Regions from separate parts of the Mus musculus genome. Here regions 1, 2, 4 and 5 are each linked to region 3. Evidence: chromatin contacts called from public Hi-C and promoter capture Hi-C data. All regions are on one chromosome and are shown on one strand. The core of a region is the stretch at or near the end of the contact, and the rest is flanking DNA. Distances in the headings are between cores, read along the strand shown.

Evidence for each region. Promoter capture Hi-C pulls out the DNA fragments that hold promoters and counts their contacts. A called contact is a pair of places that touch in the nucleus more often than the background predicts.
Region 1: a Hi-C map of B cells shows a contact between it and region 3, with 5 read pairs. The contact joins the promoter of Lrmp here to the promoter of C2cd5 in region 3. A contact is called at or near these places in 1 of 39 promoter capture datasets (hippocampal neurons), 1 of 484 Hi-C or Micro-C datasets (B cells) and 4 of 115 datasets of contacts at active chromatin or transcription factors (the 230-238 cell line, bone marrow-derived macrophages, embryonic stem cells and 1 more).
Region 2: a contact with region 3 is called in a promoter capture Hi-C map of hippocampal neurons, with 4 times the contacts expected there. The contact joins the promoter of Rassf8 here to the promoter of C2cd5 in region 3. A contact is called at or near these places in 2 of 39 promoter capture datasets (hippocampal neurons and pre-B cells).
Region 4: a Hi-C map of muscle stem cells shows a contact between it and region 3, with 3 times the contacts expected there. The contact joins the enhancer-like site here to the promoter of C2cd5 in region 3. A contact is called at or near these places in 1 of 39 promoter capture datasets (hippocampal neurons), 1 of 484 Hi-C or Micro-C datasets (muscle stem cells) and 5 of 115 datasets of contacts at active chromatin or transcription factors (astrocytes, embryonic stem cells, large pre-B cells and 2 more).
Region 5: a contact with region 3 is called in a promoter capture Hi-C map of liver, with 4 times the contacts expected there. The contact joins the promoter of Etfrf1 here to the promoter of C2cd5 in region 3. A contact is called at or near these places in 4 of 39 promoter capture datasets (the 3T3-L1 cell line, embryonic stem cells, liver and 1 more), 1 of 484 Hi-C or Micro-C datasets (the N1E-115 cell line), 3 of 115 datasets of contacts at active chromatin or transcription factors (astrocytes, large pre-B cells and stem cell-derived neural progenitor cells) and 2 of 9 other capture datasets (adipose tissue and liver).

Annotation. Positions count from the first base shown.
Region 1 is chr6:145,120,328-145,125,086 of GRCm38.p6, reverse strand. Lrmp (lymphoid-restricted membrane protein) reads right to left here and starts at 3,318. Exons shown (of 19, transcript NM_008511.4): 1 at 2,981-3,318.
Region 2 is chr6:145,744,998-145,749,374 of GRCm38.p6, reverse strand. It overlaps Rassf8 (Ras association (RalGDS/AF-6) domain family (N-terminal) member 8), which reads right to left and starts at 2,588. Exons shown (of 5, transcript NM_027760.3): 1 at 2,409-2,588. Gm15704 (a long non-coding RNA gene) reads left to right here and starts at 1,001. Exons shown (of 4, transcript XR_869590.3): 1 at 1,001-2,347; 2 at 3,341-3,555; 3 at 3,738-3,926.
Region 3 is chr6:143,097,789-143,102,214 of GRCm38.p6, reverse strand. C2cd5 (C2 calcium-dependent domain containing 5) reads left to right here and starts at 2,063. Exons shown (of 29, transcript NM_001362113.1): 1 at 2,063-2,282; 2 at 2,419-2,537. The coding sequence starts at 2,448.
Region 4 is chr6:145,340,045-145,344,750 of GRCm38.p6, reverse strand. No RefSeq gene overlaps it. Among named protein-coding and RNA genes, the nearest start is that of Gm38926, 6.0 kb to the left of the region's middle. Within about 2 kb of position 3,315, at least 422 of the 459 cell types and tissues checked have an H3K27ac peak or open chromatin away from gene starts, as enhancers often do. A contact at or near this core is called in astrocytes, hippocampal neurons, muscle stem cells and 2 more, where this site is marked.
Region 5 is chr6:145,209,557-145,214,240 of GRCm38.p6, reverse strand. It overlaps Etfrf1 (electron transfer flavoprotein regulatory factor 1), which reads right to left and starts at 3,094. Exons shown (of 3, transcript NM_133688.3): 1 at 2,989-3,094. Casc1 (cancer susceptibility candidate 1) reads left to right here and starts at 3,271. Exons shown (of 16, transcript NM_177222.4): 1 at 3,271-3,434. The coding sequence starts at 3,432.

The sequences.
Region 1 (4,759 bases), core at 2,069-4,568, 2.0 Mb before region 3:
AGGGCCTTTTATCTGTGTGTGTCTCAGTCACCCAGATGCCTGTTCCTTCCTTGACATCCCTCCAGTTTCTGCTGATGCAGGGCATGTGATTGTCACCCGTTATCTGTCCTCAGAGTCTTCAGGTGGTCCCTTCTCACTTGCTCACATCCTCCACAGAGAGGCCATCAAGAAGAGGTTTCAGTGAAACAGTTTAGTGGAAAGCCTCCCTCAACCTGTGGCATACACATGCAGACACTGTTAAAAAAAAAAATACAAGACAGGCTCTTCTCAGGATTCCCCCCAAAGGAGTCCTCTTGTGGTCTGTCAAGTGGCATCATGAGAGCCCAGATTAGCTCTCATCTGTGTTTCCTATAGATAAGAAGCCTTGACTATGTTATATGCCTGACCTCCATCTAAGAATGCTTTGACATTTCCTTTTCAAAGTATCTGCTGATAGCCCAGTATTGCCATGGTGGCACAAACCTGTAATCCTAGCAATTACACCCAGGAGGATGACACAGAAGATGGGGAATTTAAGGTCATATTGGCTACTTAACCATTTCCAGGCCAGTCTGGACTACGTAAGACCCTGTCTCAAAAAAAAAAAAAAATCAAACAAGGGGATAGAGAGATGGCTCAGCAGTTAAGAGCACTTGTTCTTCCAGAGGACATGGGTTAGATTCCCAGCACAACCTAACAGTTTACAACCATATATATATATATATATATATATATATATACCCAGTTCCAGGAGTGCCAACATCCTCATCTGGCTTCCTCAGGTATCAAATACATACTGGGGCTCAGACGTACATGTGGGAAAATAATAATACATATAAAATGAATAACAATAACAGAGATACAGATGCCCAATACTGCCTATCAACACAAGATACTTGTATACAATCCAGGAAGAAAGCGTTAAACATGCAGGTGGCCTCAGGATAGATACAATGTTAAAAAATATATATATATAAGTAACCATTCAGGCAAGCTACAGCAGGAAGGTGCGCTCCACCTTAGAGGCAAGTGGGCACAATCAGCTCACAGGCCAGCCCGACCTGCTGCCAAATAATACCCTGACTAGGTTCTTCAATACTGTTCAGATGCCGAATCAAATGTGACTAACCACTTCCTTATTCTCTGTTGTGGGCATTGGCCTGCTCATCTGGAAAACCAATCCCATCTTCCCACAGCTGGCACATGAATTTGAGATGGGTCAGAACAGTTGCTAATTTATTCACCTAGCTCAAGAGTTTCAGAACAGCTGAGGACATTTGAATACCTTTCTTTCCGACTCATAATTCAAGTGTCTGACTCAGAACTCGAGAGGCCTGGGTGGCGGTGGGGGATGTGTATGTGTGTGTGTGTGTGGCTACTATCCTCACTCTTTGCTGTCCCAAGTCGACCTGCTATGTAGAGCATTGTGAAAATGTGAACTGCTCTCTTTGCCCAAAAGTTGATTTTCACAGGTGTTGAGAGAGACCTTCATGTAAAGACATGGTCTTGAGCAAAAACCCATAGGTGTGCCTTCTCTGGGCAGGCAAAATACACCCATCTACATGTGTTCCATGAATTCTGGTAGCTCGAGAGCAGGTGCATTGAGGAAGGAAGTCCACACATGAAAAAAAAAAAAAAAAAAAAAGCGCTTCTAATACCATTCCAACCAATTGTCTCTGGAGGCTGGGCTGGAGGACCATAACCAGCAAGGAACCCCACAATGGCCTTTGGGATGTGTCATAACTGTAGACACTCCTGCTCAGATGCCACAGGGAACCCTTGAGAAGGGGGACCCAAATTCTTACTTGCTCACAAAACACTGAGATGTAATATCAATTTCATCAAAAGACAGATGTAAGTGGCCGGTGGGTTAGTGCTCTGAGCATGGGCTCTGAAGCACCAAACTGGGCGCAGCTGCTTATCGGTGCCTCCACAGGGTAGCTCTTCTCACAAGAGACCCTTCTCCAAAGCCTCCTGAGCAATGACAACACTGTACCCTCCCTGATTTAAAGAACAGTTTTTATTGCTTTCTGAAACATTGAAAACCAGTGAGCTGTACAAACCAAGACAGTAACAATAAAATATTGAACAATGTTGCTATTCTAAAAGGAAGCAATTCCTTAAACGCCTCAGCCACTTCCTCAGGCCAACAGTGAAAAAGGTACAGAAATTCACAATAAACCCAGACCAAGCACCATTTGGGTCACGAGATAAATGAACTCTTATGTCTGGAAAAAAAAAATCTGTCCCACTAAATTAAGAAGTTCACTGAACAAAAGCAGCTGTCCGGTAAACGGCGAGGCACGCAAGCTTTACAATTTCCATTTCATCTTTGTAGAATAAAGCAGGTTTATAAATAGCCTGACATTTGTAATTTGACACTTGTCTTCTCACATTATTCTTGGTAAATGCTCATAATAGGCCTTTGGCTGGCACACAAAATTCTAAATACCCGTTTCAAAGGTAAAGTATATTTGAGCAGAGGAACGCACACAGTTTAACCCCAGCACTCTGGAGGCAGAAGCAGGTAGATCTCTGTGAGTTTGAGGTGAGCATAGTCTACAGAGAGTTTTAGGTCAGTCAGAACTACACAGTGAGACCCTGTCTCAAAAACAAAACTAAAGTGTGCATATATATCCATACATACACACACACATTTATATTAAGAACACATTAAAAATTTTAAAGCAAGTTTACATGTGTTTAATATTGATACACACTCTTGCACACAAGGGTAAGTTGCCTCTGAGCTAAGTAAGCCCCAGCTCTGTTTCATTTTAAACGGAAAGATAGCCATAGACAAATCTAGCAACAGCCTGGGGTGCGGGGAGCAGGGGAGGGGTCTATGGCCCTGGCCAGAGGCTGAGATCCCGGGAGCGAGAGCGAGCGATGCTAGCTAACCCTTCCACTGGCTAACCCAGCAGCTGGGATCCAGGAAAGCGGCAGAGGCTCTTCCTCCTCATCCTGGGCGACATGAACCAGAGTAGAATGAGCTACTTACACTGAACGCCCCTGGTCTTCAGCTCCTGAGTCTGAGTAGTGCTGGGGACTGTGATCTCCTTCTGGAATCGCTTCCTCTAGTTCTTGTAGCAGAGGCTTGCCTCATGCGCAGGCCCCATCCTGATCCCCCTGACCCATATGCACAGGTCAGCCTGGGTTTGAGCCGCGGGAAGGGCGCTGGATGCTTGTTCTTAGGCACAGGAAACTGGAAATATGCTTTTCTTCTCAGGGAAATGATAAGCGTAGGCTCAACTTCTGCAATTCTGTTTGCACGGGCGGGCGCAGCAGGCCCAGATCCTTCCACCCAGAGAGTCCCTAGAAGCAACTTAAGCTTTCTGTACTCCCCTCTTTCACCAGAAGGCTGTTAACACCGCCTCCTCTGCACCCCTGCACCCCTGCACCCTTGCGCCCTGCACTTCCTCTGCGCAGGCTAAAGGCCAGCCTCCTGGGACAATTGAATAGTTCCTTTTTTCCCCCTCCTCCATTTTTGCTTCACATTTTAAGGACATCTGAGGTGATATCCCTGAGTTTCATATTGCCAAGGCCTCCGGACCCCTGGCTCTATGTGCTCTCTGGCTATGGACCTTCTTCCTAGTGGGCACATCTTGCAGCCGCTTAGCAATGTCTAATGGTTTCTGAATGAAGTCGAAATTTTAAAAAAAGAAAGGGGGGGAGGGGGTGTGTGGAGGGAACGACAGAAACACCCTGAGCTTTCAGTGACACTTCAGTCACAAGTCACTCTGAGAAACTGTGAGGAACTCAAACTTCTTTAGAGAGGACCTGAAAAAATGAAAGCATTTAGAAATACAGGCTCTTGAGTAAAGCAACCCCAGAGCTCACAATCAACTCCACAGCTTCCTCGGGCTGTTTCGGATGAGCACGTGGCATGACTGGCTCCCCACGAGCTCGCTGTGACACCTGCGGCACACAAGTAGGATGTTCTACATTGGGAGCAGGGTGACAAGTTTAGTTTTTACACACCAACACGAGCTATTTAGAGGAAAGTGGGTGCGGAGGGAAATGCGTCTTTGTTTCGTTAACCTTTCTCCTTTGGACTGTCAATCATAGGAAACGGGCAGAGCTTTAGTACCGGAAGTATCTCCCCCAACACAGCTGGAAACTCACTGGATATTCCCACTGTGAACTCAGAGGTCATTCTCTACCTCTTATCTCCCACCACAAATGTCCTTGAGCCTTTAGCACTTCTCATTTGGCTCCCACTCTCCGCTAGCCAGCAAGACTAATCTGTGGCGTACTGATGACTCAGTGGTTACCAGGAACTGCTTGAGTACAAACCTTAACCCACTGGGCCCACCCATTTTGAATTAGGATCAAAGTGGGGGGGGGGGGTAGAGGGAAGACAGCCATCAGTCCCAGGCTCCTTGCAGTTAAAGCCTAACTGTGTGCCTGCATAAAACAGCACTGCTTATAACATCAGAAGCAAGAAGGACCACGGCCCTTTCAGCATCGTTTTGTATATAGAGGCATTCCCCAAAGCTGCTTGCGCGACCGCCTACAGTCGCTTATGCTCTGTAATGGCGCTAAAACAATATGAACAATGTATATTGAAATCTACACTCTTAAATATTTATAGTTCTTACTAAAAGAGGTAATGCTCTTTTGAGATAGGATCTCATATACCCCAGGCTGGTCTCTAATTTTCTATGTAGCTGAGAACTTCTGGTCCTCCTTCCTCTACCTCCCTAGAGTTGGAATTACACACATCCACCACCTAGAGCAGCTTGTGCTCTCATGCTAATTTATGTTACCCAAAAACCTG
Region 2 (4,377 bases), core at 1,339-3,838, 2.6 Mb before region 3:
ACAGACAAAGTTCCGGAGAAATGGGAGATGCTGCCATTGTAGACGAAGATGTGCCAGGCACGCCTGAGGTGCCTGTCCATCATAGCTTTCCTGATAACAGTAGTATCCCCATCTTAAAGGCAGTGAATTTAGATCACAAAGCTAGAGAAACGGGGACCATTCTTGGCTCCCTGGATGCTGACAAGTCTGGCTAGCTGCTAGGAGGCATCCCTCCCAAGTCTATAGAACACTAGGAACTACTTCTACATTAGGATATTTAGGACTGAAACAAAGTAACAGCCAAGAAGAGCCAGTAGTTGATACATTGCTCTTTAATTCAAATCCTGTATTTATAATTTCTAATGTTTCCTATCCACACCTCAACCCTATTCCACCTCCACCTAGAATGAACTTGGCCAAGTTTTGAACACTTGCAAATTTTTCTGGGACTTCAACATTTTATAAATGGACAAAGCCGGACTGCCAAAATTAACTCCAACAAAAAGAGCAATGATACCCTGCAGTAAACAATAGTTTTACTCCCAAATTCTATGAAACAACAGAAAGTCCAATAAGAAACAGGAAACCTTTTCTTAAGAAATTAACCATTTCTCAGAAAGCAAGGCACTCAGGTCAAGCACTAACATATGCCACCAAATACAAAGGCTATAAAAGTGAGCACGGAGGATTAGGATTTTAAAAGTCATAAGCTTTAAAACTCTAAAGACAAAAATGCAAAGAAAAGCAACACAACAACCCTGTATGATGCTAAATCTACAATTTCCAAACAGCTCTAAAAAAAAAAAAAATGCAGAATTCAGGTAGTGTGACCCCAGGAATGGCATGGGCACCTTCGGAACTGAGTCTCTCCAGGACACTGACACTAACTGAAAACCTTTCCTATCTGCACAGTCAGCCCCGTGACTTGGCTCCCTCTAGGGGCTCTCTGCTGTCCCCCAAAGCTCCTGTAGCCCAGAAACAGGGCTTGATGGCAAAGATCTCAGTCCATTATGGCCAATTGAGCCCGGTACGGAAAGTACCATCTTGAGACTCTTCAAGGGAGGGGTGACTGATTGGGAGGATTTTTAGAAAAGATTTAATTACCTACACTGCAAATTACACTGTGTTGAATCTGATCCTCCAGTAGAAGAATCATCAAAGCGTGTCCAGTCTTCTTAAATGGAGTATTGGCCGTGTGTACTTTTGAGGTTTAGGGGTAGCTCCCCATGGAAATATATACGATCACAAGAACCATTAACATGACCACTAGAGGATAAAGCACAAACCACTTCCCAAACTGCTAGCGCAGTTGTCCGGAGCCCTGATTCCTGGGTTTATCAGCACCCCACCCCCACCCCCACCCTGCAGTGGGCTGACATTCCCGATTGCCTCCAGCAAAGAACAGGTTTTTGGGTTTAAAAAACAAAACAGGAAAGGTGCCGGTTTTCTGTGCCTCCAAGGTACGATCACAACCCCTGGCAACCACAGATTAAAGACTTTTAAAGAAGAAAGAAAAACTACCTACACCCCCACACACATACACATACACACACACACACACACACACATACACATCCCAAAACTGGGCAGAAACGCAGAGATCACCACATATTTAATATACTTCCCTGGGACAAAACGTGTCTCATGAAAAATGGCTGAGCACCAATCTACAGTTAGGTATCTAAGTGTTCGTCCCTGCTGTCAGCGGGTTGGAGGGATTTTTTTTTTTTTTCTCCTTAACGCAAGGCTTTGATGTGTTGGCAGAGCTGACCTGACAAGCTGGAGTAGGCTAGGAAACGTGTCCTGCATATTTCCTTCTGTGCCTCCAAAGATTAGGACCAGAACTGACTGCGATTAAACCCTACCTAGGATCCAAGGGCTTGAGCCCTTGATGCTGTTCGATGCTGGGAAAGTAGTGGTTCCGCAACCCCGGGCAGCTCGGCGATGCTGAAATGAGCAACCCAGCCCCTAGCTGGTCTCCGCCGCCCACCACCGGGCCGCAGCGGCCTCGCACGCCAAGCCCCCGACCCTTAAAGTTGAGCCTCCTATGATTGCCCTCTGCAAGTTTCCAGGGTGCAGGACGCAGCCAACTTTGCAAGCCGCCTCTGGGCGACTCGCTTCCCCGGAGGGGCTGGCCACCGGGGAGGCAGGGCGGCTACGGTTCAGACAAAATGCAGAAGCCTTCCAACCGCCACTTTTCCTTTTCCAGAGGGGAAGCTCTCCCTCCAGGCGAGCATCCGATTTCCATCTGGAGAGGGAGAGGGCCGACCGCGCATTCCCCTCGCCCACAAAAGTGGCCTCTAAAGTCGCTCGCCAAGGACACCGGGAAGGAGGCGACCCCGGGCAGGGCCAACTTTCGGGAGGCGAGGTGAGGGCGCGAGGGTGACAGCGGCGCCGCGGGGGGCGCGGGCCGGGAAAGTTGTACTTACTGCGCTCGCAGCCCGTCCTCGTAGTCCCGGTGCACGGCCCTCGGCGGAGGCCCGGCCCGCCCAGGCTGAGGCGGCGGCTGAGACGGCCGCGGCCGGCGGCGGCGGAGGGCGAGCGGCGGGCCGGGGCTGAGGAGGCCGGGCCGCAGGGCGGCGCGCGGAGGGCTGAGCCGGCAGAGAGACGCGCGGGGAGGGCGCACGCCGGCCTGGCCCGGCAGGGAGGGCGGTGCGCAGCGGCGCAGAGGAGGAAGGGCGGAGGAAGGAGGGCGGGACCGATAGGGCCGCGGAGCCCCGCACAGGGGCGGGATGAGGGCCGCCGCGAGAGCGAGCCAGCCGGGGAGGCCGCGCCGGGGCAGGGAGGACGAGGTCTGGGAAGTGTGGTGGGGGGCCGAGGAGGCGGGGCGGAGGGCCTGGGCGGGTGGGGCGGAGGCCGAGGAGGCGGGGCCAAGGGCCAGGGAGGGAGGGGCGGAGGGCCAAAGAGGCAGGGCGAACGGCCCGGGAGGGCGGAGCGGAGGCCTAGGAGGCGGAGCCAAGGGCCAGGGAGGGAGGGGCGGAGGGCCGAGGAGGCGGGGCCGAGGGCCGTGATTGCAGGTGGGCAAGGGAGAGCAGGGTGCAGAGCTGGAGAGAGCTGGATGCAGGGCTGAGAGGGGGGCGGGCCGAGGGCCAGGGAGGAGGGCCAAGAGCCAGAGGCTCCGCCCCTTTTCTGGTCGCGGCGCTGGAGAGAGGAGCAGTGTTATACCCCTCACCAGCTCGGGTTACAGCGGCGGCCCCGCCTGCAGACAAGGTTCGGGACAGCGCGGTGCGGCTTTGTGGGAGGCGCTGAGGCCGGTGGGCCGGAGCCTGGCTGAGGTTAAACATTTCCTCCAGTCGCTCGCAGGCTTGGGGTCGCCAGGCCAGTGAGACCTTGCAGCTGACCGCTCTGCGTCTGCTGACAGGAAAGAAGGGAGAAACGGCCCAGCCTTTCCAAGGACTGGTTTGAATGGCTTTTCCTGTAGAATAACTGTGAATTGATGTCCACCGCAGCAACCAGTGATGACCGTTGCAAGTGAGGAGAGATTAAAAAAAAAAAAAAATGAAGTGAATGAATCGAATGTAACAAAGGTTTTAAAAGAGTTGGGATCACTGGAAAGAGGATTGTCACAAGTTCGAGGTCAGTATATGTTACCCTAGCAACAAGCAGTATCAGACCTCAAAGAGTGAATCATATATTATTACACACACACACACACACAGAGAGAGAGAGAGAGAGAGAGAGAGAGAGAGAGAGAGAGAGAGAGGCAGGAATTTTGCCAGAAATTCAAGAACAGCCTGGGCTACATTCTTTGGTTCCAGGGCATCCTGGGCTACAGAATGGGACTGTCAAAAAAGAGAAAGAAGTCTAAGTCGAGCATTCTCCAAGGCATAGTTTGGATTGCTTTTCCTGAGTAGCTGTGATTCAGCAACAGCACCCCCACCTCCCTGAGCAGCAGGCCATGATAGAGGCAACAGACAACGAGGGGAAAAAAGGCAAATGAATCAGAGGTGAGTAACAAAAGTTTAGAAAGAACTGGGCTCAGATTCAAAAAATGCACCCACACACCTTTAAAAATAGCTTTTAATCAGCAAAGGACATCGGAACATTGACCTGGAAGTGCAAATTCATATGTTGTTTCACTATTTTTCTGTCATGCAGTGCCTGAAGTGGACAAAATTCAGTCTTTGGGCTAGAAATGCTCACACATGCCCGAAGCTCAGTAGTAGTTATTAATTTGGAAAGAGATGGTGTGGCATACAGTGGGAGAGAGGCTAGAATGCATTCCAGTTGTAAAATGTTCCCTTTATTGCCTAGGCACTTGCTTCTTATCATCAAAATAAGGATATGAAAAAGGACTTCCAGTTTCTCACTTCTGTTCGAGAGACTTTCTTGTTTAGACATTTGTTTCCTCCGGTTTTAACCTGTAGTTTCTCCCCAGCTCACTAGCTCCTTCACCAG
Region 3 (4,426 bases), core at 814-3,313:
GGAGCTGCAGGGACAGACGGTTTCTCACTGTGTAACTCTGACCTAAGTGGAACTTGCAATGTAGACCAGACTGGCTTTGAACTCAGAGATCTACCTTCCTCTGCCTTTCTGGGGCTGGGAATTAAAGACACGTGTCACTATTTTCAGCTCTTTCTAACTGGAGCGATGGGAAAGGGATTTCAACATCTCTATCCCCCTTTCCAAAGATCTGAGGCAGGGGCTTGATCTCTGTGTATCCCAAAGGATGAAGTTCAGGTTGTGTGAGGACACTTAAAAGGTCAGCTGATTGGCAAGACAGTCCAGGTTTACAGGAAATGTCATCCACAATTGACAGCAGAAAAGGCCAGCGGCCCACATGTCCGTGTGGGCATTTACCTCAGCAAGGAGTTTATCATCAGACCAAAAACTGCAAAGACTACCGCCAAGCAGGATGAGGAACAGTTGAGAAGATGCAGAGAGAACAATCTTAGATATAGATTTCATTAAAAAATGGTTTATTAAATAAAATGGTTCAGTGAAGGGGAAAACAATGTAAAGAACATGGACTGATTTGTAGTAGACCCTTGAATTCAGCAAGGATAGTTTAGGTGCTTAGGAAAAAGCTACAGGTGGGTCCAAGGAAATTATGTGAGATTGTGATCTTATTGTTACTGACAAGGATGGAAATTTCTCTAGTCCAAACAGTATGCAACAATGTATCTTTTACTTATTCTTTTTCTTCTTTTGAGCAGGACATTTTCTTTGGAAGAATTCAGTTTTGCCCATGGGCAAAATTCCTTTCTCAGGAGGACTCTTTTTGAAAGGGCGTTTCTGGTTCATTACCACTTCAAGTAATTTTTCTATCCTGTTTTAGTATTTTTGAAGTTAAAAAGACCATGCTGATATCTTCATTTAGGAATTTTCCATTCCTGATAAATTCAGTGCTGTGATTTTTTTCCCACTGGCATTTTCAGTGTTGATTTCAGTATTTACTACAGAGTGTATTGCCAATGCTGGGTTTGCCATAGTGTAGGAAGTGCTCTTGTTCCATCCTGTGTGTGGGCTTCAACCCCAATCATTTTCTGATAGTCTGAAGCAGTATCTAATACCCCACTTTGACAGGCTCATGATGTATCTAGAGTGGGGTCAATTTACAGAGACCTAGTGAGGTCTTCTTCGGGCTCATTTCTCACACTGACTACATGTACCGCTGGAGGTTCGTTTCTTGCTGACTTTTAGCCAGCACTGTAGACCTTTCCTTTAGGCGTGTGAATGCTTAATACTTAGAGAGCTGGATGTGCAGGCACAAACCCATCACCTTAGCACTTGTGACAATACACCAGGAAGACTGCCACATTCAAAGCCAGCCTGGGCTGCATACCAAGGAGAGGCCAGCAGGCAAGATGTTGCCTCAAAAAAGAAAGTTCACACTGACACACAAAGTTCACACTGACATAAGGAAGTGTGAAGTGCCATCTATAACCCAGTACACAGTACAATTGCCTGTGACTGAAATAAGTCTTTGAAGAAATAATATTTATTTTCACTAGCTGAGATGCGTGTGTGTAATTTTTTGTCCCTTTTCCTTTTTTTTTTTTTTTTTTTTTTTTTTTTTTTTTTTTTTTTCTTTTTTGAGCCAAACTTTTCGTCTGTTGCCCAGGCTGGCTAAGAACTCGATGCAATCCTCCTGCCTCCACTTTCCAAGTTCTGGGTTGACAGGTGTGCGTCCCCACACCTGACTCTAACCAGAGGATTCTTACTGAAATTCATAGAAAACCACTACTCGCATCAGTACCCCTTCCTGGTGGCCGTCTCAGGAAACACTAAAAGTAGACTCCTCTAGTATGCTTGGCAGCAGCAGTCTGTCCAAGGGCCAACAAAATGAAGCGCGGCTGGGTTGTCACCAGCGCCGGGTGCCCAGAGCGCTGGAGCGTGTCCTCAGCACGGCTCCTGCACCTAACCGACCCGAGGCTGGGTAGATGATGCAGGGCTCGACCGGTTCCCCTGCTCTCCAGCTCAGCCCCGCCCCTCTCCCATGGCCCCGCGAATTCAAATCGGCCCCGCCGCAGGGCAGAGCACCGAGAGATCGATCGCTCCCGCCCCTCGAGCCGCCATTTTTGGAAGGTGGGAGGAGAAAGGTGGGTGGGCGCGGTGCCTGCTTTGCGGGATGCTGACTGGACTTGGCGGCTCTCTGCAGCACGTCAGGGGTAGGGCAGCACGGCTGGCCGGCGCCCTTCCTCCGGCTGCTTCTCCGGAATGAGGCCTCGGTGGCCGCGCGGGACGACTCGGTTCCTGCTCAGAGCGTGAGTGCGGCGCGCGCGCCCTCCGCTGTCAGTTGGCGCGCGCTCCCGACGCCTCTCCGCGCGCCCCCGCGCCCCCCCCCCCCGGGCTCGCGCTCGCTCGCTCGCTCGGCGCAGACTCGCTTGTTTGTTTCTGCAGGAATCCTAGGAGAGGCCGAAGCCGCCGTGATGCCGGGGAAGCTGAAGGTGAAAATTGTGGCCGGTCGCCATTTGCCGGTGATGGACCGTGCCAGTGACCTGACGGATGCCTTCGTGGAGGTTGGTTCCTGGTCCTGCCCCCCAGAGCACGGGGCGCCGAGCCCTGCCCTTCCCGCGGTCCCCGGCTCCGTGGAGGGATGCCCGCCCGCCCCCAGCCCGTGAGATGTGGCCATCGGTCCTGGACACGTCCCGCTGCCAAGCTCGCGGTCAGGGCGTCGGTCCGACCACCTGCCGGTCCGAGGCGTGGCAGCGGAGACGCTCGCCACGACCTCGTTTGCGGTTAGGAGGTTAAGGGCCATTGCTGCAGCAAGTCCACGCAGCCAGCCCTCTGGGGACACCCACAGCCCCACGGTGCGACTACATCCAACCCGTACCCCAACACCGTCTGAATCATCAGTGCAAGTCACACACAACAGCAGCACTAAAGCTGCCCTTGTGTAGACTGGTAGGGAGGTGAGCTGTTTCAGGGTAATTTATTGCCTCGAGGTAGGAAGTCAATTAAGTGCCATGGGTTTCAATTGCAAAATTGCTCTTTAAGTCTAATGATTAGTTTAAAAGTCATGCAAATTAGCACAGGCCTACTGTCCGGAAGTTAATAACTCACAACCTGAAAGAAGCCAAGGAGAAATTGTAATAAAAGTTGACATAATGAGGCAGACCATTAGAGCAATAATCATTTGGGCTATTAATGCTTAGGGTTCAAAGACATATGACAGTATACTTATACTCAATATATTCTTAAACGTTCCAGAACCTAATTAACTGCAATTCACTGTATTTTTTATTTTATTTATTTTTATGGCATTTGTTGAGTTCAACTTCATCTTTTATTGAAACAAACAAACACAAACCAAACTAACCCCCCCCCCCCAAAAAAAAAAACAAAAAACAAAAAACAAAACCCAAAGCAGTTTGCTCCTGGGCCAGATGTCAACAGAGATCTAATGATAACTGAAGTTGTACTGCCTTTCAGGCAGCCTGGAGAGTAATCCACACAGCTGATATTAATATCTAATATGTATTGAGCTTCATTATTGAGATATTTGTGTTTTGTACTTTTGAATCCTTAGTTTTTACAGCAAAGCTAACTAGGAGCCATATCCTCATCTTACAGGTTAGGCAGTGGATTCCTAGGGGCAGAAATAATGTGCTTCGATGATCTACCTTGTAAATCTCCACAGCCTAGCAGCAGTCTCTTCTATTATAACTTTCCCACCTCTCTAGACAAGGTGCTGAATGTTATTTTTGAATGATGGTTGTTTGCTAGGCCCTGTGCTATTCTGGTTTAGTTGATGTATGTATAATGATGAACAAGGTGAATTTGGTTTCTGATTTTAAGGAACTTTTGTTTTGGTGACTAAGACATTTTAAAAGTACAGAATTTACGAAGTAGATAATGCAAATTAGGAAAAAATTGTTATGGGTGCCATAAAAAAATGCACTAGAAAGTGGTAAAGATCACCATTTTTAGGTTGTGAGGTCAGTGTCAAGCAACGCCTGTTGGATGAGAGACATTAGCTCCTGAGAGCCTGTAGCCTGTGTCTGTGTAAAAGGGTGAGGAGGCAGAGGAGAAGCTGGAGGAGGCTGGTGTGTTACAGGAGTGTAGGAGCATGCAGGTGATGTCTTTTAGTGACGGGAAGGGGAGTAGTCAGAGCCACATTTGGGGAAATGATCAAGTGAGGTAGATGGTGAGAAGATTGGTGTGGACTACGGAATGGGATGTCTCCCGTGGGTAAGAATTTCCCATGGGAAGACAGTTGTGTAGTTCTGAGCTTTGTCATTGCAGATCTTCAGTGCTACTGGCCATCTGGTTTTCTAAAACAAGCTGCTGTAGAAACTATTTAATCTCAATTGGGGCTTTTTATCCCACCTTTGATCGTTCAGTTCTAAGATAAGACATACAACCTTTATATTTATAATAAGCCTTAATCAGCACTTTACACCATACC
Region 4 (4,706 bases), core at 2,066-4,565, 2.2 Mb before region 3:
TTTGCTGTACATCCAAGCAGCCTCTGAGCATTTGGGTGTGCGCATTATATATGTGAACTACGGCTGAATGATGTGTAGTCACCATTTAATAACAGAGAAAAAGGCAGCCACCAGGTATATTTAAATGGGGCCTTTAGAACTGGCTTGAGGTATGAAGAAGACAGGGTTTCTCACCTAGGGGAAAGAGCCTTTACTCTCTTCCTAGAACCTTAGAAACAAAGTAGCAACCACATATATATGTAGCACATGCAGCCGGCCACTCTGGAGGTTAGAAGTCAAAGGTTATCAGCAGGCGTGGTCCCTCCTGAGGCTGCCCATGTAGGCTCCCAAATCGATGGTTCTCACTGAGACCCAATGACCACGTCCTATCACCCTCTTTCTATAGACACAGGCCATACAGCATGGGAGCCACACTGAGAATGCCATTTTATTCTGTTTTAGTGAAAGCTTTATCCAAATACAGTCATCGCCCTGCAATATATATATATATACACACACATAGTCATCCTGGGACGAGTTTAACAACAGACATGAGAGGTGGGGACACACAGCTCCTAACAGAAAGCCTTAGTTCGGGGCAGCGAAGAACTTTGCATTGCCTTAAGAGTGCTGGTTACCTACCCTAGGCTGACACAGGGTGAGGCCTTTCCTCAGCCCTCAAGTTTTCTCTAAGTAATTTCTTATAATCATTTCTTATACTTCCAAGTCTTCCTCTGAGCTGAGAGAATAGAGATGACAGGCAATTTGTGATCATTATCCACAGCGTTTTACAGAGGAGGGCAATGCGCTTACTGTGGGACACTTAACGCACATCTTAGCTGTCGCCACGGAGACACAAGGGTTCTTTATGTATCCCCTCATCGCTGATTTCAGTTAGCTTCAGGCCTCCTAACAACTCTGAGCAGTCTCAACAGTGAACTCTGAACATAGATCTTTCCTCCCCAAAACAAGCAGCTCCCAAAGGTGATGAGCTGTGGATGTAGCAGCCAAAATGTGTTTTCAACCCCCCCCCGCCACACCCACTCCAACAAGGCCACACCCCTCCAACAAGGCCACACCCCTCCAACAAGGCCACACCCCTCCAACAAGGCCACACCTCCTCCAACAAGGCCACACCCCTCCAACAAGGCTATACCTCCTAATCATTCCTAAACAGTTCACCAACTGGGCACTAAGTGTTCAAAAATATGAACCTATTGGGATCCATTCTCATTCAAACCACCACATATATACATAAATACAACCTGTTTGCCTGCTTGGTCTTGATAATGTTACCTGTGTTTAAACCTTAGGTCTGGGGGCTAGAGAGATGACTCAGTGATTTAAGAGCACGGGCTATTCTTCCAGAGGTCCTGAGTTCAATTCCCAGCAACCACAATAGCGGTTCATAACCATCTATAACAGGATCTGATGCCATCTTTTGGTGTGTCTGAAGACAGTAACAGTGTACTCATATACAACATAAAATAAATAAATCTTTAAACCCTTTAAAGGACTGACCACTAGCACTGGATAACCAATTCACGTACTCTACCTGGAGAAGATCATTTCTCCTGCTCTCCGCGTTTCCTGGTTGCCCATAGTTCTTCCTCTAGGGTGGAGGCCCCTGGAGCTTCCCCTTCCGTGGTCGCATGTCCATTGGCGGTGGTGTCATCCAGTTCTTGTTTAGGCAGCCATGATGAGGGGACTTCATGAGCATAACCAAAATTGTGTTTCCAGAGACGCGATCTCACAGTACACTTCCTGTTCCTCTGGCTCTTACAATCTTCCCACCCCCTGTTCTACAGGGATCCCTGAGCCTCGGGTGCAGGAGCCGTATTGTGACAGATCCTTGGGACTGGGCTCCACGGATTCTCTTTATCAGTTTCTGTTGTTTTGTTTCATTTTGGGTTTTGGCAATGCCCTTCCTCTGTTGCAAAGAGAAGTTCCCTTGATTAGCAGCGAGAACTACGCTTGTCTGTGGGTATAACGACAAATATTCATAATGTAGTTAGGGAATGTGTCTGTTTAGTAAAGTGTCCATTGTAAGTCCTTCTCCGGGCTCCATGGCTCCATTAGCTCTGGGTAGATGGCTAGATTTCCAGCATGGCATGCTTCCCTCTTGTTAAAGCAGGGCTTTCTGGGCATTTTAAAGCCTTCGTATTTACTAGGCACGCAAAGAGGTAACAATGAAGCCTGACGTACATAGTGCTTTCAGATCAGTCAGATCAGTTACACAGAGATGGCTTAGCAACTGAATGCTTGCTGCTATTCCAGAAGATCCCAGTTCAGTTTCCAGCACCCACTGTAGGAGAGATGAAAGAAGCCATCCCTTTTCTGACCTCTGTGGACACAGCACACAGGTGACAGACATTCACATGGAAGCATGTAACTAAAACTAAAACTAAAATCTTCTTTTTTAAAAATTCCTCCACAATACTAAAACTATCGGAAGGTGTCTATGATGCAAATATTCTATATATACATAGTTAATGATGTTTGCACAACACATCTGTCTCTTGCTTTAATTTAATCAGGGTTAGTTATAAGGTTTTTAAAAATGGCTTTTATTGGCATGTGTGGGTTAAAAACATAAAGCAACATTCACAATTGTATGATTTCATTTACTTGAGAGTAACCAAAAAAATGGCATCTGTGATTTCACCTAACAGCATCCTGAAGCTCTGGCAGCTCGCCCTGAGAGTCCTGATACCAGCCTGCCCCATCTTTGTCTATGGGTATCTGTGATGGTGAAGCATTTGCCAGCAGAGGGAGCTCTTTTGCTAGAATCCAAAGCGCTTACTTGTCTCTCTGTCTCTGTCTCTCTCTCTTAGGAAAAAAAAAAAAAAACTGCAAACTACGAAGCAGTCCGCTTTGAGGCATTGTCTTCACTGTTACATGAAGTCGCTGAATGAGCTCTGGGTTATTTAGGACTACACAGATGTCACGGGAGAACGTCGATTAATATAATTTAGTAAGATGTTTGTGGCTTGTGCTTTTTGTCTGACTACTTCGCACAACCTGACAGACCCTCCTGGATGTGCCGCGCCTGCTTTCAGGACCTGGCTTTTTAACCCCCGGCTGGAGGGAGACACTGTTTTTTGCTTTTTAAATTCGGCTTGGGTGTTTGTTTGCAAATAGGATCTCACTACGTGGCTTTCAATCCTCCTGCCTCAGCTCCACCGCACCCGGATGCAGTTTAAATTTGGTTCTAAACCGGGAGACATCGTAAGTCCTGCATCTCCGAGCCCTGCTGGCTTTCTTCTCCAGCTCGCTGCGTCTTACAGCGACCACAGCACGCAGTCTGTTTTGAGCATCGGAGTGGCCAGTCATCTCACAGAACCGTGGCGGGTCAGCTCTCACGTGGTTTAAATTTAGCCGCTAGGAGCCACCCGCAGCATCTGCTCCCGGGTCTCCTTGAAAACTTTTCGTAGAAAGCAAAAAGATCCAGTGTCAATCGGCGGGCAGAGCTGATGTTCCCTGAAGGCGAAGGACGTCCTACTGGACCACCACCTGCCCCATTTTATTTCATTAAAAATATATGCATGTGTATATATGTGTATGTATGTATATGTATATATATGTGTGTGTGTATACACACACACATACATATGTGTATGTGTGTATATATATTCATATATATGTATATATGTATAGTTTTCTCTCCACATTTTTACATAGCCCAGGCCAGCCTGGAACTCAAGGCAATCCTCCTGTCTCAGCCTCTGCGAGGCAGGGATGACGGACACATGCCAACCCACCCCGCCCTACTTCAGACCTGGCGGTCGGCAGGTCCGGCGACTCCGCCCACTGTCTTGCCGGGGAGGGGCAGGCGCGCTCCCGTCCAGGTCGCGGCACGGTTGTGTCAGCCCCTATGCAAATGAGATACCCAGAGCGGCCAATCGGAAGCCGGCGGGGCGGTGACGTGCTCTCAGAGCCCGGTGGTATTTATAGCTCGTATTTAAAGAGCCCTGGGGAGTCTCCCGCTCGCTGGGCGGCGGCGCGGAGCTGCGCGGTGGCGGGTGTCGAGGGGGGGAGGGGGCTGGGCCCGGACGGAGAGTGCAGAGTGCAATGGTCTCGCCCCGCTCCTAATGGTCCTTGCCTGGGCTCCTGGACAGAGGGAGAGCTCTGTCACTTGAACAATTAATGTTTCTTCCTTTCCCTTTTCTTCCTTCCTTCCTTTCTCTTTTTTTTAGCTCTTTGGACAGAATCTAACTCTAACCTAAGCTGAACTGTAGACCACTGTATAACACAAGCTGGTCTGTCCACGAACTCTCAGCGAAACTCCTGCCTCAAGTCTGAGTTTGCAGACCGATGTTGCAGTCGTGCACCATCGCGCCCAGCTTGACTATACATACGAATTTACACATATATATGTATATTATATACTTTAAATCATTTTTTAAGCTAGGGATTTGGACTCTCAAGCAAGAGCAGAAGATTCACTCCGACCCCACCCCAAGCCTCAGTCGGAGTCACCACCAGTAGTGGGGTTTCCTGGTACTTGCTGCTTGGAAGCCGTCTTCCTGGAGGGGGGGGGAGGGGAAGACAATACGAGCTGGAAAGCCAAGAGTCGTGGGATTAGGGGGCGGGGCAGTTGGCTAGGTGACAGTGTGATCATGGAAAATAAGATGCAAGATAGTGGCGGTGATCATCCCGTTTCAGTCGACTGATCGCCAGACTCTGCAGTGCGAAAGCAGGAAGCGCATGACATCAGAGGACGGAGG
Region 5 (4,684 bases), core at 1,845-4,344, 2.1 Mb before region 3:
TTCCCAACCATAACATTTCACTGTTGCTTTGTAACTGTAATGTTGGTACTGTTATGAATCATAAACATCTGACAAGCAGATGGTCATAGGTCACCCCTGTGAGGATCATTTTGACCCCAAAGGGGTCATGACCCAGGGGTTGAGAAATACGGTAGTAGAAGCACTACAAATGGAACTGCCCATTTGGCAGTAAGTGCCACCTAGTAAAGGTGTGCACCTGTAGACTTGAGTGTTGTGTGCATGTGTGTGGTTTTTAGTGACCTTTCTATAATCTGGTACTAGCTTGTTCCCATATTACAGGATTTATTTTTATTTTAGCTTCCTGTCAGTAATTCTAAAACTCATGTCCAACAGCAAAAAAGCTGGTTCCTATTATCCTCATTAATTGACTTTTTTGGATCATCACTTCTACTAGAACCAAATTCTTACCACTGTCACCACCTCGTACCTTCCCTCCCAGATCCCACTCTTGCCTGGAATGCTCACCCTGTCCTAACTCCAACAACCTGTGCCACTACCCTCTCCACCCAATCAGTGTCCTCTTCTGCTAGGCTGCTGTCACAAACCACTTTTACCTGAGACCTGTTTCCTTTGTCTTGAATTCTTAAGGTCTCCCAGCCCTTCATCCTGTCCCTTAAGGCTGCTGCTTTTGCTTAGAGCCAGACAACTAATATCTTTTGGACTGTATTATTCAGGAAAAATAAAATTTCAAAGTAGATTATTTTTAAAGATGAATTAAAGGTTACTTTACAATTAACTAGCAGAAAATGGAGATTCTCAAAATTCGTCCAAAAATTATTGTGTTGAGCTGGATGGAAGCTGAGGCAGGGGAAGACCCTTAGTTCAAGGAGAGCTATGATTGAAGTTACATAGTGGCACCCTGTCACTAATACTGACAATTGTGACTGGTGTTGCGTTTAGTGTCCAAGTGTACAGATCCTAGTTGATTCTGCTTGCTTCCTCTTGGGAAGAGTAGTGAGTGTCCACTGAGGTTTGCTAGGGTTGACTCATAGTCACTCATGGGCTCCAGCTTCCAGAGTCTTACTGCCATAACCATCTCTCTCTTTTCTCTTTTAATTTCATGGTTTGTTTTCTTTCCCTGAAGATTTAGTGTAATACTGAAAGGTAATTTAACAGGTGTGTTTAACTAATAATATTAACAGTGGGAGTAGGGAGAGAGGGGAGGAGTAATATAATACCAGGATGGTATACCTTGTTGAAGAATGACTTAAAACTATGTGGCTTGAAATTATTATATAGATAAAACTTGGCATTTGTAACTTGTGAAAGCTTTTAGAGACCTGCCTTAGTTCTCCTTCCCAATTGCTTTTCCCACAGAGTATGAGTAATAAAAGATTCGCCTACCCCTGCCCCATGCACTTTGATGGTAATTTATGATACAGTTGATTTTCAGGAATTTTTAGTTTATTTTTGCTGCTGGGAAAAACCTTTAGTTTGCAAACTAGAAAACAACTTAATTGCTGCAGAGACCTGCATGGAGTCCTGGAAGTTATCAAAGTTGGATGAGTGCATGGCTCAAAGTCACGGGCTATTCCAGGAACATGGATATGTGCAAGGAGGAGCTGTAAGTCCTTTCTCCCTGGGGACTTTGAGTAAAGGAATGATGGCGTTGTCATTTTAGTAGGACACTATTATTTCTAATAGGGGCTTGATGCCCAATGATGTTATTCTGCCCCATGATGTTCAAGTGACCAAAAAAAAAAAAAAAAAAGCTGAAGGAAATGGAGACGGCAGTGTATTGTTTCAGTGGTCTAGTGAACTAGACTCAGTATTCCTTCAGACTGTACTGGAAAACTGTCCTGTCAGATTTCCCCATACCAGAGGTTGTGCGACCATACGCCTTTAGATGGTACAGGTACATGACAGGAGAGAGGGGCTAGTACAACCCGTGTCAAGATGAAGAGATGCCAGAAAGCAGCCCTCTTATTACTCACAAATCCTGCCCAGGGACTAGAGGACATCAAAACTCAAAAAAGCATGCACAGAGTCTTGAACCATGGGATCTAACACATCTCTACTATTAGTTTTCCTCTTAGGAGAGAAGTTGATAATGACACAGTGATTTTGAGTAAGGCCATTTCTCCTGAGTCACCATGTTAATTACTGTACTTCCACACCACTTCCTAGTTTAGTCTGAGGTTTTCTGTCACTAAACACTAGTAGTTGCTTTGTTGAATAATTCAAAACAAAGGCTACCTTCCATACCTCAACAGCTAAGATAAAACAAATTTGAATTTATATGCAGTAGGTGTTAAGTTTTTATCTCATTACCAAGGTTCGGAGGGCAGTAAGGTCTTAAGTGTTGTGCAACCAATGACCTTAACCCACAAAAACTAGCTGTCAGTCCTACTGAACAGAACATTTAGTTTATGTAAGGGACAGAGCATTAGTACTCTATCTTGGGTTAGACGGGCCGTAAGCTGGGGTTGGGTTAAAGAACTGTCTCCATTCCTCTACGTCTCAAGTGCCTTTTCTTATGGAGAAGGGCTGAAATTCTGCAGGCTGCCACAACAGTACAGCGCTCCGTGACCTTGGGACAACAATGGCTTACTGGTTCTTAGAAGTCACGTTAAACTAGTGTGTGAGCAGCTCTTGAGAAGGGCGAATGCTTTGCATAGAAACTAAACTCCCACGATCAGTGAAGAATCTGTACTACTTTAATATCAAGGTAGCGACCCTCTTGGAGCTCGCCTTTGTGGCCAGATGACTCCCTGGGGGACCCGCCCGGAACCTATGGCTTCACCTAGTCGTGAGCTGGCGCCATTCCCCAGATCCCCCGGGAAGGGCTCGTCCAGACGCAAAAGAAGCGAGGAAGAAACCTTTTTACAAGGCTGGCCGTGGCGGGCCTCGGCTATAACCCCAGCTCTCAGGAGGAAGCTGAGGGATGCCCGCGAGTTCCAGGTCAGCCTGCGTTTCAGTGTGAGACGCAGCTCTCCCCACGCCCGGAAGCCCTCGCCTAAGGCATACTTCACCACCAGCAGGTCTGGGGTCCAGACGACAGCTTGCTCAGACCGCCTCACTCCAGCGCTTTGCGGCACCACGGCCGTAAATGCTCCGACCGTCTGCCGGAAGTGGGCGGAGCTGAGAGGCGGGGGTGGGCTCAGGGCGGGACTACAGGCAGCAGTGTATGGGACTCGAGGCCGCTTTCTTTGCTGGGGCGGGGCATCAGGCGGAAATGGGCGGGATTAGGTAAAAGCCGCGATGTGGGCGTACCTTATGTGGGAAGTGTGGCTTGTGTAACCAGTCTACGACTTGGGCAGTACTCACCGGAAGACTACAGTGCGATTGCGCAGGTTGTCCTTCGCAAAACACTGGGAGTTGTGAGTGGGCGTGGCCTGTCGTCTTGACAACCGTGAGCGTTCCTGCTCTGCAGAGTTCACTTATCCCTAAGCAAAGTTCCTGCTTCTGTCATGGTAAGCCAGGAAAGTGAGGGAGACAGGAAAGGGGCAAGTGCGGATTCCACTTCAGCGCTGTCGAGGGAGGGCAGGCAGACAGGGGCAGTGCGATCCAGAGGTGGCGAGATCCAGATCTTTGCAGTGACTAAACTTTACTAGCTTCCGGTGATGTACATTCCCACTTTGGCTCTGACTGCCTTGTCAGAAAAGTTTTCATTCCAACGCAGAACAATATGGAGCAAATTTCGTGTGTTGTTTCCCATTCTCCATCAAGAGATCATCAATTATCACACTCGTTGAGGGGAGATTCAGAGTGCATTATTTGTGTTTGCTGGCTGGAAGCCAGAGACACACAAAGGAGAATATTACAGCCCTCCGGCTCTGTCAGTTAAGCAGAATATCAGACACAAGCTTTACCAAGGTAACAGCTGGTGTATCTAAAGCGGAGTAATCAAGCTATTAAGGGTAGGAGAGAAGAAAAGATTGGTGCTTTTCAGTCTCTTTTAAGATATAAGTATGTATTTTCTGTAAGTGGTGGGAAGAAATGGGTAGTGAAGGCCTCCCCTGGCAAGACCCCCAATGGGTCATCAGCCAAGTTAAGACTGCTGGCAAATTACAAGAACAAGCACGTATTTGCTACATCGAAAGGTGGATTTAATTTCTTTTTCCTATCTACATAGCACTGTTTCTCAAAGACTTCCAAGCCATTTGGGGGAATATTTAAAATGTAGATTCCAGGAGGTTGCAGCTTCAAACCTAACTGTATCATGGGGCTTCCAGGAAACAAAGTACCATAAACATGTTTGCTTAAACAGTAGAAACTGCTTACCTCACCATTCTGGAGACTGAACATCTGGGGTCAGGGTGTCAGCATGGGGGCAGGGATTTATTCAGATCTCTCTTCTACTTCTAAATAGTTCTTTAGTGTGTAGCAGTGTAAACTCATTTTTTTCATACGATGCTTATTTTCTTCATGAGGGTCTGTATCCAAGATTCCTCTTTGTAACCTGTACCAGCCATATTGAGCCAGAGGCCTGTCCAGTTCCAGTATCAGCTCTTCTTAATTGGGTGAAATAATTACAGACCCTTTTCATAAGCAGGTCAAACGCTAACACACAAGAAGTTAAGATTTTAGTATATGAATTTGAAAATGCATAATTCAACCCCACAATCTAAGGAAGTATACAATTCAGGAAGGGAAGCAACTATACTGTAAGTCCAAGAGGACAAATTTCTCAAAAAGCTTGTCAGGAAGTCCTTTGCCACTT